Regions from separate parts of the Oryctolagus cuniculus genome. Here region 1 is linked to region 2. The links are chromatin contacts, called in public Micro-C maps. All regions are on one chromosome and are shown on one strand. The core of a region is the stretch at or near the end of the contact, and the rest is flanking DNA. Distances in the headings are between cores, read along the strand shown.

Region 1 (4,052 bases), core at 178-2,677, 100 kb after region 2:
GAATCACTGCAGGTGGCTGGCCAGGGAAGCTGGCAGGCTCTGTACTCTGCTCTGGGCCTGTGCCCAGTCACAGCCACACAGGCTGGTTGCAGGATCCCCACGTGGCCCTTCTGTAGGGACTCACAGCAGTCAGAAGTTTCCAGGCTTCGGGTAGCCCTCACAGACACCCAGCATTTCAACAGCTCCCTAGGGACCCCCGTGCCCATCACCCATAGCCTCCCCCAGAGGTGCTGGCCTCACCTACAGGGGCCGAGAGCGCCTCATCGCCTTCTGTGTTCCCAGCTTGGATGGAGGACCTACCTAGGCAGAGGGGACCCACACTGCACATTGGCCCTGTGCCTGGGCACCTCCAGGGGTGTTATCTTAAAGTGGCATTGGGACTCGCACCCATTTCACACAGGAACCCTAGGGACAGCAGCTCAGCCATTCCTAGTTCCCACCATCCAATTTCCCTCAGAGCACAAGTTGCCTGTTTCAGTTTGTCCCAAGGTAGGGAGCCACCTAGCAGGTGAGACCCAAGGACAAGACAGAGTGAGACCTGAACCCCAGGATACACCCAGTCCTCCCGTCAGGCTGATCAGCCTTTCCTCGGGGGTCCTCCTTGCATACCCTCGACCCACAGAGAGAATTTCGGATCAGCCCAAGCCGGTCAGAGGACAGCAGCCTCCACACCTACCTCTGTACAGATCTGCCTCTTCCAAGTCCGGTACTTCCGGGCCGAAGCCACCTCCTGGGGTTAGCAGCTGGTCCTGGTCCGTAGCTCCAGTGGGAGGGTCTGGGTTGCTGGTTCCAGTCGCCAACCCTCTCCGAAGCCGTTCCAAGCTGTCACCAGTCACCAACGCGGAGAGCACTGCAAGCAAGGGGCGAGGCTGCATCAGACCCCTACCCCAGACTCAGGGCCACCACGCACCGACGCCCACGCCCGCTCGCTAGCCCGCCAGGGCGCACGGGCCCCACCAAGTGGCCCGCGCCGGGGGCGCTGCAGCGACCTTCCTCCGTGCACCCAGCACAGCGCCCCCCTCCCCCACCCCGACCTCCGGGGGCGTCAGCAGCCGTCTCACCTGCAGCCAGAAAGAGCTTCAGCACCATCGACGGCAGCAGCTTCATGGTCGCGGACCGAGTGGAGGCGGCGAGGCAGCAATCACTTTGAAGGCGGCGGCCAAGGGGCCAGCAGGGGAGCCAGGCGAAGGGGCGCAGGAGATTCGCGGGGTACAGTCTGCCGCCCACCTCTGGGTGCACACCCGGCTGGGGACCCGCGCGCAGCTACCGGCTGCTGTGCGTCTGTCCGCTCGCTCCGTCCGTACGCCCGAGCCGCTGCACCTAGGTCAGGCCGAGCACCCGCGTGCGGCGCGCAGCTCCCTCGGCAGACTGAGCGCTCCCGGCGCGCGGCCGGGAATAAGGCTCCGGGAGGCAACCAGGCTCCGCCCCGCCCGGCGCCGCCCCCTCCCCCTCCCTCGCCGGGAAGCGCGCCCGGCTCGCGGCGCCGGCAGCGCAGCCCCCGACCCTGCGGGCGCGGCGGAGGCAGGGAGCGAAGGAGGAGGAGGCGGCGGCGGCGCTCACATTTTTGGGGACCAGGCCAGGGCCGGCGCGGCCTGACTGTGAGTAGGGCTGTTGGCCGGCAGGAGGCGGGAATCAATACCTACCTTTCCCCAAAAGCCTGTCGCTCTGCAGCCTTGTGACTGCTGAGCTGAGCTCTTGTTCCGGGTCTGCTCCCTTGGGCGGTCCTTACTCTCTACCAGGGGTCTCTACACGTGTCACCTTCCGAGATTCAGAAGCCCATTTTTGGGTCTACTAACACAGCAGATAGTAAATAATTATCTGCTTCTCATTTAAACATTAGGTGCCTGAACGCCAGCAGGTGTCAAGCTGGGGCGAGCCACAAAGTTGCAGGTGCTTGGTGTCAATCCAGCAAAACCCAAGGAGGTGTGAAGATTCTCTCGGAGCTGGAGTGGCTTCCCCTCACCTGTTCCCTGGGTCACAGCAGCAGGCTCAGGAAAGCCAGCTTCAAACTTTTTCTCGCGGTTTCCCCATACTTCTGCATCCCCACCCCCACCCACTCCTTTGAAAGTTCCCCTGGGACCGGGGCCTGGCTAACCTAGACTGCTGTGTTCAACAGGTGCCAGGATTTTGATGTGTTTCTCTTCCAGCCCTTATATTTTTACAGGGGTTTTCTGGAGTCACTTGTCCTGACCCAAAGAAATGACTCTCTCAGTAGATATTTCAGCTCCCAGGGACATGCTGGGAGGGAGTTGTTTGACACAGGGCTGGGTTGGCATTCGGAGCTCTCAGCTTGTGCCAGATGGAGCCCTGGCCTGATTCAGCCCTGTGTAGGGATAAAAACAGGCCTGCTATTTATATGCAGTCGATCCCACTCTCCCTCCCCCACCCCCATCTTTACAGGGGTCACTCTGGCTCTGCCCTCTTCCCTTGCCCCAGCAACCCTCCACCGTCCTAGGATTCCCCGGTGCACTGGAATCACTACAGACTTGGCTTTTGCATCCTGCCCTTGCTGCTTCCTCAATGACCTTGGATAAGATATGGAATGTCACTGAGCCTCGGTTTCCACATTTCTCAAATGGGGACAATAGCAATGATGATAAACGTGTGGAGAGCTTTTGGAGGACTCCCCCCACCTGCTGTTCATAAAGGAGTCTGTGCATACTGCCAACTGTCATCGCTGATCATTCCACTGGGACCCCTCTTTCTCTCCCTTCTCCTAGACTCCTTGCCTACCCTAGGCCAGGCCTGAGGCTGCACGCTGTAGCTGGGTTGATTTCCAACAGAAGCTCGCCTGTCACCTAGTTGGCCCATAGCCCATCCTCTGGTGATCACTATGAGGCCTAGGACCTCAGTGGATGATCAGCACCCAGGCCACACCTTTGTTCTCCTTCAGCAGCCGTCTGACCTCCTGCTCCCCCCAAACAAAGCCGCCACAGGGTCAAGGCTGTCCCCAGGGAAGGGTGGACGGAAACACTTCCTGACACATGGCCAATTCACCCCCCCTTTCTCCCTCCACCCGCTGTTCACACCCTCCTCTCCTGTTCCAGCCTGCCTCTCCCTTCGCATGCATTTTCCTTCCACCTTCTCACCCCCACATCAGCCTCAGTCTCAGCCCAGTTCATGGGGCAACTCCAAGCTTTCATCACACCTGGGAGCCTCACCCCAGTTAGGTTTGTGTTAACCAGGTTTTACAGGAAGGGCCTGGGGAAAAAAAAAAAAAAGACATAAGGCCTGAATTGGATTTGGGATAGTCACTTCCCCTCTTGGAACCTTGACCAAAAAAAGGAATCACAGTTCATGCTGGGGCAAACTCATGAACTCACGCATTCCACAAACATTCGCTGAACACTTTTCAAGCACAAGGGATGCAGCAGTGAGCAGAACACCCAAGCACACGCTGCCCTGGAGCTTGCTCTTGGTGGTCGGGGGCAACACACACACATTAAGGAAGTGAGTGAGGATCAAGTGGTACGTGCTGGATGACAGCTGAAGTGCAGTGTTGTGCTGTGACGTGAATGTCCCGGTGCCCGGGGTGGCGCGTCCCTTTCCACGCTTGTTTGAGCATAGCCTCCTCCCAGCAGATGACAGGGAAGATGCGGCCGAAATGAGAAGGAACCATGCTGGATGTCCATGCTGGGCAAACAGTGCAGAGACTGAGGTGGAAATACGCTTGGATCATTCAAGGGACACAAGAAGGCCAGGAAAGGAGGGCTATGAGATGGCATTGGAACAAAGACCCAGGACAGGGAAGAGAAGACAGGATCCGCCTGAGGAGATGCTGGATTTAATTCCCCATCATCGTGGGAATCCAGTGTGATGTCAGTGGGAAGGCACAGGGAGGCAGGATTCGTCCACTTCCACCCCTCCTTCAACCCGTGTCTCCCCACCTGCTGTCTTGCTATCAAGACCAGAGGCATAGTGCTAAGAAAGCAGAGTTCCAATGGGCTTTCCTTCAGCCTCTATTGATCATGGACAAACTGAGACTTGGAGACTCACTGGCCTGGGCTCCCAGTGAGACAGAAGGGGGCAAATCCAGAGCACAAAACCTCTTT
Region 2 (3,818 bases), core at 39-2,538:
AAAGGCAGCTGAGGCAGAGACCGCCACCGCCTCTCCTCTGTTCCCAGGCTGAGTGGAGTGGGACAGATGCCTTTGATTGGCTGACCCATGTGCTTAGCGGTGGGCCCACTCTTCTCTCTCCCAGGAATTCAGGACTCAGGAGAGAGGAGGGGCCTGGGCAGGAGTGGCAGAGCCAGGATAAACAAAGGACACAGGGAGGACCCTGAAGGGGGTGCAGACTGATGCAGAAGATGTGGGGGTGCTAGGCCATGCAGATAAAATGTCCGTCAGAGCAGAGAGGGGGCTGCTCCCTGCTCGGGCCCCTCAGCCCTTGCCAGGAATGGGAGGGTCAGGAGGAGGAGCATCCCTCAGAGGGTCCTACTGTGCCCTTCGTGCCATCAGCATCTCCCGGATGTTGTCCTCTGCTTCCTTAACGCTCCGCTCCAGGTAGGACTTTTTCTGCTGCAAAGAGAAAGCAACAAGGGTTAGGACCGGGTGAATGAGCCTGACTGGCAGATGCAGCTTTTATGTCCAATGGTTTGGCTTCTCCTTTGTGATCCGTGACTTCCAGGAGCACGCTCTACTGGGAGCCAGGTCCCCACCGCCAATCCCCAGGCAGGGTGAGACGGCCTGGTACGGGAAGTCGAAGAGCTCTGCAAGACAGGCTTCGTGCCCCCAAAAGGAAGCAGACTCTAAAAACAGGCATCTCGGGACACGAAGTTACACCAGACAAAGGCCAGGAAATTCCAGGACAAAGCTCCTACCCTGTAACGCGCTGTCTCCTCTCAAGGTTTTCCATGGACTGGGCCAGGCGCCCGCAGCAAAGACCGCGCACTCTGCCGCCCAGTGCCGTGACAGTGTATCCCGCGTCTCACACAGGCAGATGAGTCAGGAGCAAACCTGGTTTTCTAATGAAACTGCTCCCTGCCAGGAATCCAGGACAGTGACACACGGAGTAAAACAGACCTTCTGGAGGTTTTCCTTTTACCCCATCTGGGTCCTAAATTAAAAATCTCAATGTAGACAAAGAACGTTGACTACTTTCAGGAGCCACATCTGGCCCACGATTCAGATGAGTCAAAGGAAATGCTGTGTGCCCATGATCTGCCCTGTGCTCACCCCACAAGGACAGTGGCCTCACCGCTGGCCCTGCCCTGAGGAGAGCTGTGGCTGTCAGCCACGAAGCTCCCTTTGGAGGAAAACTACTCGAGAATAAACTTTCCCCTCCCAGGTACACACAATGCAGCCAGAAATATGGAGCAGGGCCCAAGCACCCCAGGTGCCCCCAGTGTACTTCTTGCTCCCACCTCCTGCACTCAAGTGCCCACATGACCCAGGGGTGCCAGGGAACAGCTGAGGCAGGGGTTGGGCGAGCCATCCCAACAGCACAGTCTGCTCTGACCACCCTACCTGGCAAGTGATCCCCAACCACCTATTTCTGCGGCTTCCCCTTAAACTCTGGAATCCCATTACATATTCCTCTCCCTCCTCCTACTCTCAAAGCTTCGGGCTGGGGCTGGGGCTGGGGCTGGGGCTGTGGCACAGTGTGTTAAGATGCCACTTGCGGGGCCAGCACTGTGGTGTAGTAGGTTAAACCTCCACCTGTGGCACCAGCATCCCACGTGGGTGCCAGTTCATGTCCCAGCTGCTCCTCTTCCAATCCAGCTCTCTGCTAATGGTCTGAGAAAGCAGCAGCAGATGGCCCATGTACTTGGGCTCCTGCACCCGGTGGGGAGACCCGGAAGAAGCTCCTGGCTCCAGATCAGCTCAGCTCAAACATTGCGGCCATTTGGGGAATGAACCAGCAGGTGGAAGACCTTTCTCTCTCTGTCTCTCGGTAACTCTACTTCTCAAATAAACAAATCTTTAAAAACAAAAAAATATGCCACTTGCAACGGTGCCATTCCATGTTGGAGTGTCAGTTTGAGTCCCAGTTGCTCCACTTCCAATCCAGTTGCCTGCCAATGCACCTGGGCAAGCAGCAGCAAACAGCCCAAGTGCTTGGGTCCCTGCACCCGAGTGGGAGACCCAGATGGAATTCCAGGCTACTGACTTCAGCCTTACCCAGCCCTGAATGTTGCTATTTGGGGGGGTGAGCCAGCGCAAGGAAGACCTGGATTCATCTCTCCACTCCGCAACCTGCATAGCCCATTCACTCTGCTTTTCAAGTAAGTGAAGAGTTTTTTAAAAAAAAACAGCTTTTTCCTACAGGAGCCAAATATGGCATGCACAAATCTGCTCCTGTGTGAACCTCTGACTCCTGACTGACCTCTCCAAGTTCAAATATTCCCTAAGGTGGAAAAAGCCCTGCCTCTCTCATCTCCCATCTGTCCAACTCACACACAATCCTTACGACACACAGGAACTCCATAAAAGTTCATAGTGACCATGACAACAATATGACAGCCACAAATGCAGATTGTTGCTAAGCAATTTTAAATACATTGCTAAGGCTCATATAGTCCTATCATTGTGCTATCAAAGTGGGAACTTACGCTTCCTTTGATAAACAACCCTTAGACTTGACTTGTGGCAAGTTAAAAAGAGGCAAATACGAGTGACTCCTGACACACCACTGAGGAATGCACAAGTGCTAGGTAGATAGTGAGAGCTGTGCACCACCTGGGCACCTCTTGGCTCCAGCCCCACAGGAAGCTAAGGACAAGGCCAGTGGAGTATGCAGTGTTCTCCCCAGCAATAGCCAGTGCTCAGGACCCAGTCCTGCCACGCCCGGATTCAGTCAACTTGCTGCCACACTAGCCAGACCGGCAACCCCAAACATCAGCAAGAGCACTTCTGCCCTGCTGCCCAGGCCTCTGGCCAAATCCGGGTTGTAGTCTCAGCTTTAAGAGGTGCCAGTGTTGTGGCATAGCAGATAAAGCTGCCACATGCAACGTCAGCATCCCATATGGGTGCCAGTTCGAGTCCTGGCTGCTCTATTTCCAATTCAGCTCCCTGTTGATGGCTTGGGAAACATGGCAGAAGATGGCCTAGGTGTTTGGGCCCCTGCCACCCACATGGGAGCCTGGAAGCAGCTCCTGGTTCCCAGCTTCAGCCCTGGTTGTAGCAGCCATCTGGGGAGTAAACCAGTGGATGGAAGATCCCGCCCCTAACTCTTCCAAATAAATAAATAAATAAATATTTCCCCAAAAAAAGTTAGCTATTCCATAATACCGGTTCCTTCTATCTTGTACTTTCATGAATTTCATCACTGCATATTCTGAGGTCTTCAAAATATTATAAAAACTATAAATAATACCTTTAAATCTTCAATTTAATAAACAGACATGTCTAAAAAATATAACAGATGGGAATTCCTAGTATGGTGGGACTCATTTTCTAACTGGACTTCCATAGCTTCTGTCTTATCCCCAAGCACCTCTCAGCCCTAATCGACCCCAGACTGAGGCACCTGCTGCAGACTGCACTGTACCTGACAGAGAGAAGCTGATGTTCCAATTCCTCCCAGCTCCCTGTGACTGTGAACTTATTTGGGAAAAAGGTCTTCACAGACATAGATAAATGAAGATGAGATTACCACCTGGGTGGGCCCCAAGTGCACGATGAGAAGGCCATGTGAAGACACACACGCACACACGGGGAGGGGGGGACACCACATTTTGATGGAGGCAGAGACCAGAGTGTTGCATTTACAAGGCAGGAATGCCCAGGACTGCTGGCAGCCACCAGAAGCAAGAGGCAAGGAAACATGCAGAGGGAACAGAGCACTGGAGTACCTGGATTCTGCAGCTGCAGCCTCCAAGAACTTAAAAGAATACATTTCTGTTGTTTGAAGCCACTGCTAATTGGTTGTTCGCTGTGTGGCCAGGAAACCAACA

Evidence for each region. Hi-C and Micro-C count contacts between places; a contact is called where the count stands out from the background.
Region 1: a contact with region 2 is called in a Micro-C map of ear pinna, with 5 times the contacts expected there. The contact joins the promoter of HBEGF here to the enhancer-like site in region 2. A contact is called at or near these places in 4 of 6 Hi-C or Micro-C datasets (ear pinna, psoas muscle, skin fibroblasts and 1 more).

Annotation. Positions count from the first base shown.
Region 1 is chr6:28,001,689-28,005,740 of mOryCun1.1, forward strand. It overlaps HBEGF (heparin binding EGF like growth factor), which reads right to left and starts at 1,428. Exons shown (of 6, transcript XM_008255124.4): 1 at 1,062-1,428; 2 at 677-850. The coding sequence starts at 1,107.
Region 2 is chr6:27,897,908-27,901,725 of mOryCun1.1, forward strand. PFDN1 (prefoldin subunit 1) reads right to left here. Exons shown (of 4, transcript XM_002710251.5): 4 at 1-441. The coding sequence ends at 358. Among named protein-coding and RNA genes, the nearest start is that of PFDN1, 65 kb to the right of the region's middle. Within about 2 kb of position 1,289, at least 3 of the 8 cell types and tissues checked have an H3K27ac peak or open chromatin away from gene starts, as enhancers often do. A contact at or near this core is called in ear pinna, where this site is marked.